3 separate regions of the Mus musculus genome follow, and regions 1 and 2 are each linked to region 3. Evidence: chromatin contacts called from public promoter capture Hi-C data. All regions are on one chromosome and are shown on one strand. The core of a region is the stretch at or near the end of the contact, and the rest is flanking DNA. Distances in the headings are between cores, read along the strand shown.

What was found. Promoter capture Hi-C pulls out the DNA fragments that hold promoters and counts their contacts.
Region 1: a promoter capture Hi-C map of pre-B cells shows a contact between it and region 3, with 4 times the contacts expected there. The contact joins the promoter of Micos10 here to the promoter of Crocc in region 3. A contact is called at or near these places in 2 of 39 promoter capture datasets (hippocampal neurons and pre-B cells).
Region 2: a contact with region 3 is called in a promoter capture Hi-C map of pre-B cells, with 4 times the contacts expected there. The contact joins the promoter of Akr7a5 here to the promoter of Crocc in region 3. A contact is called at or near these places in 4 of 39 promoter capture datasets (cranial neural crest, hippocampal neurons, liver and 1 more).

What each region holds. Positions count from the first base shown.
Region 1 is chr4:139,129,593-139,132,776 of GRCm38.p6, forward strand. Micos10 (mitochondrial contact site and cristae organizing system subunit 10) reads right to left here and starts at 1,521. Exons shown (of 4, transcript NM_001163006.2): 1 at 1,330-1,521. The coding sequence starts at 1,393.
Region 2 is chr4:139,308,759-139,312,001 of GRCm38.p6, forward strand. It overlaps Akr7a5 (aldo-keto reductase family 7, member A5 (aflatoxin aldehyde reductase)), which reads left to right and starts at 1,986. Exons shown (of 7, transcript NM_025337.3): 1 at 1,986-2,318. The coding sequence starts at 1,997. It overlaps Slc66a1 (solute carrier family 66 member 1), which reads right to left and starts at 1,950. Exons shown (of 9, transcript NM_145384.3): 1 at 1,871-1,950.
Region 3 is chr4:141,051,757-141,054,977 of GRCm38.p6, forward strand. It overlaps Crocc (ciliary rootlet coiled-coil, rootletin), which reads right to left and starts at 1,905. Exons shown (of 37, transcript NM_172122.2): 1 at 1,764-1,905; 2 at 1,194-1,335. The coding sequence starts at 1,823.

The DNA of each region.
Region 1 (3,184 bases), core at 271-2,770, 1.9 Mb before region 3:
TACCAGTTTCAAAAACGGGGGGGGGGCGGGGGGGAGAGAATGGGATCTAAGTTTCAACAATAAATGTTAGTATAGAAGAAAGAGTCGGAGGAATTGGAGAGACAGCTCAGTGGATAATAAAGCCCCTGGCATAAAAAAAAAAAAGACTTGAGCTCAAATCCTCAACACCCATGAAAAAATGCTGGGGAGGGGGAGAAGGCCGATCAAAACTCAATGGGCAGCCAGTTTAGGCAAACTGATGCGCTCCAGTTCCTGTGAGAGTCCTGTGTAGTGGTGCACACCTTTAAATCCAGCAGAGAGTGTCTGAGTTCAGGGCTAACTTGGCTGACATAGTTTTCCTGGCCAGCCAGGTCTCCATAGTGAGGCACTGTCTCAATAAATAGGGCAAAGAGCTACTGAGGGAGGGAAGCCACTCATCATCGATCTCTGGCCTACACACCAATAGCTGCAGACAATCAACAAGAGAAAGATGGAGTGGACGAGGATCAGCAGAGAGCCTGAGAACCCCAAGGAAGAAATCCTGGGGGGGGAGGGATTCTCAACTATGCCACATTATCAGCAACGCGATTTCAGGCAAGCTCCTTCACCGAGCTCCAACTCACGACGAGACAGGTCATTTCCGAGCTACCGTGGCGAGCAGCGCGCCTAACATCTGCATCACCATCACTATTATATGGGACACCCCCGCCCCCCGAGCCTCCTTCCCCGACCCCGTGACCTCACAAAGTGTGTCGTCACAGGACGCGTGTCCAAAGAGACAACCTGGACTACCGAGGGGGCCGGCGGTGGCCGCGATCTATCTGACTGCGGCCATTCTTCCGGAGAATAACCCCCGGCTCCAACTGCAGACCCGAGGCGGGTTCGGATCAATGAGGCCGGGCACGACCGCAATTGCCAGCGCGGCCCGACGGAGGCGGTTAAGCGCCTTCTTCTATGACCTTCTTCCGAAGGCCGCTTGCTCCCGGCTGGGGAGCCGTCTGCGCTCCGGCCGGCTGCTCGCCTAACCCGGGGGACATGGGGCATGGAGTGACAGAGTTTCCCGGCGCGTCCCGCACGCCTTCCCACTCCCGGAGCACCGCTGCTTCCCCGGGCCTGCACCTCCAGCCACCTCGGAAACTCCCGCGCCCTTCGGCCCGTTGTCCTCGCCGCCCTCGTCGCCCTCGTCGCCCTCGCCGCCCCGCTTGACAGTCGTCACCTGTCAGCGCCCCGCAGCTCAGCGCGCCCCGCCGTCCAGACAGCAGCAGGCCGCGGCTTGACCCCTGCGGCTTCCCGTCCGCGCGCGGGCCGCTCGGCTCCAGCCCAGGGCCTACCAGAGGCAGATGAGCTCACCTAGCTTCACGACCGTGTCGGCCATGCACCGGTCCCACTTTCTGCCCAGCTCGGACTCCGACATGTTCCTCACTGGCAACTCCAGCACTCTTCACGGCCGGCCCCCGCGCTCCTACTGATGGCAAGTCTCGCGAGAGCCGGCCGCCACCATAAGCTTCCGGCCGGAGCCGGCGCGCCAAATATCGCGGGATCACATACGTCGTCCCTGGCTTCCGGCTTTTCTTCGCTCGGTCGTCAAGGTGACAGGTTGCCTGGGAGCCGGAGGTGACCCTGACCTTGGAGATAGCGGAAGGGAAGCGAAGACTGACTACATCCAGAGTACAGAAGGCCTTGTCTTTCCTGGGTTTTTCATATTTGTACATAATTATTTTGGCCATTGCCCTCCTCCCGTTCTACTGTTGCCCTCTTTCATCCTCCATTTTATACCTACTGAACCCCATCTTCCTCATGTGTGTATGTGTATATATGTGTGTATGTATATGTATACATGTATATATATAAAATATACGTATATTATATATCTATATTATATATAATAAAACATATAACAAATAAAATAATGTGTGTGTGTGTGTGTGTGTATATATATATATATATATATGTTATATACTTTGTTTTTGTTTTTGTTTTTTTTTTTTTTTGAGGCAGGGTCTCTCTGTGTAGCCCTGGCTGTCCTGGAACTCACTCTGTAGACCAGACTGGCCTTGAACTCAGAAAACCCCTGCTTCTGCCTCCCAAGTGCTGGGATTAGAGGCATGTGCCACCACTGCCCGGCATGTTATATGAGGGTTTGGTTTTGTTTTCTGTTTCTCTGATTGTCTCTGTTTTGTTTTGTTTTGTTTTTCAGAGACAGGGATTCTCTGTGTAGCCCTGGCTGTCCTGGACCTGGCTCTGTAGAGCAGGCTGGCCTTGAATTAAGAGATCTACCTGTCTCTGCCTTGTAGGGCTGAGATCAAAGATGTGCACCACTCCATCCACAGTTTAATTAGGGTTGTCTGCATGGCCACAGTCGGGGAGTATTTATTTGAGCATGAACGACTTCCATTCAAATGGATTTAAAAACAACCCCCCACCCTGCTGCATTTTATACAGAGTGTGTGGGTGCCTGCGCATGCCCTATAATGGCACATGTGGGAGTCAGAGGACAGCTAGTGGGAGTGGGTGCCCCTCCACCCTGTGGGTGCCAGGGACTGAACGCAGATCACCAGACTTAGAGGCAGTGCTATTACTTGCCGAGTGACCTAAACAGCCCTAAAGCGCAACCAGTGTTACTTTATAGATACTTCTTTTCTTCCACCCACTCAACCCCCTAACACTAGATAGGCGATAAGAAAGGATAGGGCAACAGGTGACGTTATCATTAGACTGTTTCCTGCTGATGAGGGGCATTGAGTTCCTTGGAGCAAGCTTGATCTTCTCCAGCAGAATAGCTAGTTTCTTATTGTTTCTTCCCACTTTACTACTTAACCAGCAGCAACCCACCAACAACCTGCCCCTTGAGGCCCTAGCATTTATAGACCCTTTGGAAAGTCCCCAGGATCCAAACGTCACACAGTCGCAGAAACCATCTGCAGCTGGCAGAATCACACCCCTGGTAGAGCTCGAGGCCACGTCAGCGCTGTGGACAGTCTGAAGCAGCCCTACATCCCACACCTGGGATTAAGACAAAAGCCAAGTCTTATTTCTGTGTTTTTCAAAGAAACCAAACTTCTCACTACTCAAATACCTCTCTCTCTCTCTATCTCGTTTTAAACTGCATTTGTCCCTGCTTCCTGGACGTCTGTCTCTCTGGCTACTCATACCTGCAAGACACCACCCTCCCTGATTCTGATGGTTTCCTCCAGCCCTCACCTTT
Region 2 (3,243 bases), core at 736-3,235, 1.7 Mb before region 3:
GTGAGAGTGATGGCTTAAAGATGAGACCCCAGTATCTTGACCACTGTGGAGCCTCTCCACACCAGTGGAACCAGATGAACGGGGACCCTGGGTTCATGCAGCTCTCCCAGTCTCTGCAAAGACTCCTGATACCAAAGCTTGGGTCTAGGACCTCATAGATGCTAGTTAAATGGTCTAATGCTGAGTTGTATCCCCCACTAGTATGAAGGATTCTGACTCTCATGGTGCATGTCCTTAAAGGCTGGTCGGGGAGACAATCTCCTACAACGCCCATTTCCCCTCCAACTCCAAGGAAAGCCAGGCAGGTGCTCCCCACCAAAGCAGATGCAGGTTCCATTCTGATACTGGATCAAGTTCAAAATCACAGAGGCAAGGTCCTAAGGACCCCAAGAATGACCCTCCTAACCTCATCTCCTGCCCCAGGTCCTCAGAGTCCCAGGCACCTGCACAGCCTCTCTCTTCCTCTAGGGAATCCTTCTCTATCACAAATGCCTAGTAGAGATACCCTGACCCATTTCTAACTTGCCTATCCAAGGGACATTGCCGCCACCGCCTCCAGTCCCCTGGAACACAATCCTGGAGAAGAGGCAACACTGTCCCTGTTAACCAGTGTTCTTCAAGCAAGTCTCTCTCCCCTCTCCCCTGTCTGTATCCTTCCCAGTCTCGTGGGTCTGGATGCACCAGCTGTACAACAAAAGGCTCGGAAAATGTAAAGGAGAGGGAGAGGGAGAGGGAAGGAAGCATGATGAAGAGAAAAAAAAAAAAGGAGGAAAGAAACAGAACAAGAAAAAAGAGGGGAGGCGGGAGCGGGAAGCGTATGCAAGGAAACTTGTAAATTGAGCGGGCCCAGGGCTGAGATGTCGCTCTGGGCAAGTGTTGGAGTTTCAGCATTCTGATGTATACAATGAAGGAAATCCTAAAAGGCACTTACTTACCTCCTAAACTGCATGCAGACTACAATAAAACCCAGGCCAAACCTCCATATCCCACGCTAGTCAAGTGCTCTACCACTGAGCTACATACATTCCCCACTAGGGGATTGGCTTTCGCGGCTCATGTCCGTAAAGGCTGGCCAGGAGACAGTATCTCCTGCCACATCCAGCTCTTCCCCAATTCCAAGCAAAGCCAGGAAGGTGCTTCCCACCAAAGCCTATCTGGCACAGTCAACAGTAATATTCTGTTCTTGCTGTAGCCCCCTGGACCACATTGTAGCATGGAGTACACACGAAGTGAACCTGAAACTACACACTTCTTTCTTTCTTTTTTGGGCAGGTGGGAACGGGAGCAGTTTGAGACAGGGTTTCTCTGTGTAGCCCCTGGCTGCCTTGAAATTAGCTCTGTAGACCAGGGTAGCCTCGAACTCAGATATCCGCCTGCCTTTACCTCACATTTCTAACCAGCCCTCTGTGGAATCCTGCGGTGAGCTTGGCGAGGAATGGGACATTCTGGGTTCCCTACCTGCAGAGCTACGGAGAATGTGTCAGGGGAGCGCAATGGCTCCGGGATCCTACCCATTCCTGGCCTCCAAACCAAGGCTCTAACTCCTTCCGGTGACTCTGCGGGTTCGGAGGGATAATGATAGGGCAGCGGCTGGGGCAAGCGCCGCGAGGCCCCCACCCAGAGCAGGGAAAACAAGGCCGCCCAGTCCAGGGAAGCCGAGAGGCCGGAAGGCAAGGACCTGCAGGTAAGAAGTGGGGCCGTCCCGGATCCCTGGCCAGGTTGGGCAGAGACCCACGATCCCGCTCCCCAGGAGGGGACCAGCGCCGGGGACCGTGCAGAGCTGGAGGAGGGTGTAGAAAAGACTTAGCTGGGCGCGTCTGGAGTCCCGACCCCCCAGCCCGGGACAGCCGCCAGCCCCCTTCATCCTCACCAGTTCAAGATCCACAGCCGGTGTCAGCTTCAGGATCCGAGCCCGCCGGGATCAGCTGACCTCCGCGAAGTCCCGCCCCCCGCCGTGGGCGGAGCCTGAAGCTTCGAGTGCGCAGGCGCAGTCTCCATGCTGCGTGCAGCGTCCAGAGCCGTGGGCCGCGCTGCTGTTCGCTCCGCGCAGCGCTCCGGGACTTCGGTCGGGCGTCCTCTCGCCATGTCCCGGCCTCCGCCACCCCGCGCCGCCTCTGGCGCCCCTCTCCGGCCCGCTACGGTGCTGGGCACCATGGAGATGGGGCGTCGCATGGATGCGAGTGCTAGCGCCGCTTCGGTCCGCGCCTTCCTGGAGCGCGGCCACAGCGAGCTGGACACGGCCTTCATGTACTGCGACGGCCAGTCCGAGAACATCCTGGGCGGCCTGGGGCTCGGGCTGGGCAGCGGCGACTGCACAGGTAACCGCTGCACCCGGCCTCCCCCGCCCCCCGCACCGAGTAGAGCTGAGCCGGTGCCCGCAACCGGCGTGCACCAGCCAGGATCTGCATCCAGGAGCTTCGGAAGCTCCGGATCCACAGCTGGGTCTACCCCAAGCTCCCAAGGCAACTGGAGTCCTGAACTAGTGAACTGAACTTTGTCCCGCCTCTCCTTAGAAACTTCTAGTTGCAGCTACCGAGGCGGGTGCGAGGAAGCTTCCTACGCTAATGTTTAGCCTACTCTGGGCGCTTTGCTTCCTACCGCAATCCCTGCCTCCCGGCCAACCGTTGTCCATAGCCGCCCCCCCACCCCCGACACGCCCCCCATCCCCACCAGGCTTTTTGTTCGTGCCTACCCCTCTTGCCCTCACCACCTCTGCGCTCCTGGAGAATGCTTATCATTCCGGTCTTTTGTCCGGACTAGACTTTGTCCCGTGCAGTCGACAGCACCTGTGGATCTCAAGGAGACCTGTGGCAACAATGCCTAGGGCCCAGCTGGGGGCAGGGGCGGAAAGGTGGCGTCGGGAGAGGGCATTTCGGCCTTTGTGCCCATTCTCTGTGCCAGGTCTTACAATGGCAAACTCTGTAGCTCTGTAGGCTACCGTGGGAGAAGTGATTTCTCCACGGAGAGTTAAAGGTCCAACGAGGAAGACTGTAGCCGCGATTGCTGAGGAGTGCAGGAAAGAGTAGCTTGTCGGGAAGAGCAGTAGGCAGAGCCCATAGAGAACTGGGGATGGGCCCTACAGTGTAAGTAGGGTGCACCGGAGACTGCAATCCTAGCTATTGGAATATGGAGTTTGAGAGTTGCAAAGTACGTGTGTGATCAGTGACGCGTGTCCCGCGTTGGAAGGGGAGGGGAACCGCCCTTCATTTGCTTGAAGCTATTGGAGTCTCAGGAGGGTGCCTG
Region 3 (3,221 bases), core at 655-3,154:
TGTTAGCCCATGGTAAAGCTTTACTCAAAGGCAGGGCTTCTATACCTTTGCTTTGTTTCCTTGTTTTTGAGATAAGGTCTCCCTAAGCAGCCTGAGCTGGCATGAAACTCTTGATCCCCTCCCCCACCCCTCAAAGGCTGAGATTTTAGGCAAGCACCATCACACCCAGTTCTCTCAGGACCTCAGAAACTATGGTGTAGCAGTGGCACCTAGCTTGTAACTTTCACCCTGAAAAACAGGGACACACACTGCAGGCTTTCTAGCCTTTGGGGTGGGGGTGGGGTCATTAAGCCTCCCCACCTTTGGGAGTCACAGCATCCCTCAAAGAGGGCTGTCCACTCAAAGAGACAGCCCTGGCCTGATACGGAGTCTGAACTGGATAACAGCAGCCATACCACTAACGAACCAGCTGGCCTTATGTCCAGGCACTCAGGCTGCACAACCAAGTTATGCATGCTGCACCCCAGGAGGACCTGTGGCCGGCAGCTTTTGTGCTTTTTAAGCCCCTATAAGAGCCTGGTCTGAGCTGGCCCCAACCCCATCCCTTAGCCTCAGACAGCTCACACCATCTCCGGTAGAAAATTCAGTATCTGGTGTTCAAATCTGAAGCAATGAGTGGAAAGGGCTAGCCCCGCCCTCTCTTAAAGCTGTGCCACATGGGGAGTAAATAAAATAATTGCATCTCAGGCTCTGGAGGCTCCTTCATCACAGAGCTGTGCCTGTCTCCCTATGTGCATTCAAGGAGTAGGGTCTGGGGCTGAGCACGTGGATCAGCACATTAGGGCACTTGCTACACACAAGCATGAGTATCTAAGTTCAAATCCCAGCACCCATGTACAAAGCTGGGCATGGCCCCTCGGGCACCTGTAACCCAAAAGCGACTTGGCAAAGAGCCGAGAAAATCAGTAGGACTTGCTGGCTGGCAGCCTAGCTCCAAGCTGTGCGAGATCCTGAGGTAAGGGAAGCGGTGGAGAACACCAGAGCACTTCTTTGTCATCCTCGTGCTCACAGGAAATGTACCTGTACACACGTGTGTATGAGCCACACATTACAACATACATGTATTCGCGCACGTGTGTGCACGCTTACCGACACACACACACACACACACAGCACTACACTACACAGCAGCACCATCTGTGTCCCTGCTGCTGAGAAGGGAGAAGGACCTGGACAGGGTAGGGAGGTGGTACCTGGGGTCTCAGGCCGGGAGAGGTTGCTGGCGATGACCTCCCTGGCGCAGACAAGCAGGCTGGCTCCCTGGAAGTCCTGGACCCGGTTCTGCACACTCAGGCTCTTCTCTTGGTTTGGTCCCAGAACACAGTTCTCCAGAGACTGTGAGAAGAGAGAGTTTTCAGGGATCCTAGACCCCTGACTTCCTGGCCTGAGAGTTGGGCAAATCCTGTGGCCCAAGTCCTAGAGAAACTAGGAAACAAGGGTAAACTGCAGAGAGCGCCTGCTCAGTGTCTCTCCTAGCGCTGGGCCCCAGCAGGACCTGAAGGGCAGAGAAGGTAGGAGGATCTTGCTGTGCCAGAGGCCAGTAATCCCTAAAGTCCACGAGGGGCCCTTCCCCCACTACTGTGCACTGAGATTAAGGAGTCCCAGCACTGGCCTGTGTGGCCCCCTGACCTGCAAACTGCAACCCTCGCACACTTCCCCACACTTCCCTCCACTCACCACCTCTCACCACTACTACAAGGTCGGTTCTTCTGCCCTGCTCTGCCCCTGGACAGGGTGGACACGGCCCGGCCCTCCGGACCCACCTGGATCACAATCTCCAGTGCCAGCTGAGCCTGCAGAGATCCTGCCAGCCCCAGGCTCATGGAGAGGGGGGTCTGTGGGCACTCCACAGCCCCCCTCCTCAAAGTACAGAGGTCGAAGAGCGTCTCAGCTACATGCACCAACGCACTAACACACCAATGCCAGGCTGCTGGGCTGAGCAGCCCGGCAGATTAAGCTTAAATCCGATGGTGCCCCCACGTGACTACGCAGGGGGTGGGGAGGGACTCAGAAGGGAGAGGAGGGGAAGAGCAGCAGGAATCAGAGGTGCATGAGGAGGGAGGGCCCAGACAGCACTCAGGGAGGAGACCATGAATGGTAGGGAACAGTGTTCCCCACTCCCTCCTCCCTCCCCAGTCTGTGGGCACTGCAGCCTTACAAGCCCGGCTGCCCGAGGCCAGAGTCCCTAGCTCACAGAGCATCTTCTCTGACCCGGAACGGGCGAGCTCACGTGGTCTGCTCAGAACCTATTTACAGCCTGCTGCTAGGCAGGGAGATGCTTGTGCACTACAGGTTGGAAGCAAAGAAAGCAGGCGCTCAGACAAGACTAGGAACTGAGCCGGTCCAAGCCCCGCCCCCGGCTGTGTCCCAGCATCCTCCTGTGTCAGAGCTGGCACCATTGAGCTCCTGGGAGCAAAGCATCTGCCCGTCCACAGCACATAACTGGGTGCCAGTTCACCCAGGGAACACTGGGTAAACATTGTCTTCACTCAGGAGAAAACTCAACGTGCACAGTCCCTGGGCCCCCAAAGTCTGAGAGCAGTTTCCCTCCCAGAAGCAAGGAGGCTGTGTGGCACAATGGTAAGGACCCGGAGTCGATGGCCTGCCATGTGTTAGCAGTATGGTCCTGGATAAATTACCTCTCCTGGCCTCAGTTTCCCTATCTGTAAACGAGAGTAGGGTCTTTGAGGGAACTGAAGGGTGCTGAAAGCAGGGAGGGGTTCAGAAACACACAGGGCAAGGCTAAGCTCATAGCAGCTCACTTTAGCACTTACCTGCTGGTTTCTACTCTCCAGGTTCCTGAGTTCTAGGGTGTGTCAAATTCATCTAGTCCTCCTATCAGCCTATTTCCGGATGAGCAAAACAAGGCTCAGAGGGGTGGAGGACTCACCTATTCAAGGTGACACACTATGAAGAAGTGTAAGCCTGAAGCTCACCTCCCCTTAGACCAAGCAGACTCCCCAAAATGCCTAAAGGGCAAAGCCAGGCCCCTTGGTCTTCAAGACCTGCTGCGGTATCCAAGTCAGAGAGAAGGATGCGGTAGGCGCTGCATACACACACTTTAGTCCAGACTGGATCGCTTCTTCCCAACTAAGGAATCCGTACTGCATATGTTTCCAATGTACACCTGGACAAGAAGGTAGGCGCCCCCAAGCTGCTATGGAGGTCTGGAGGCTACCAAAGAGAGCAGCGCAGAGAGAGAAGGGGAGAGAGGACGTTTT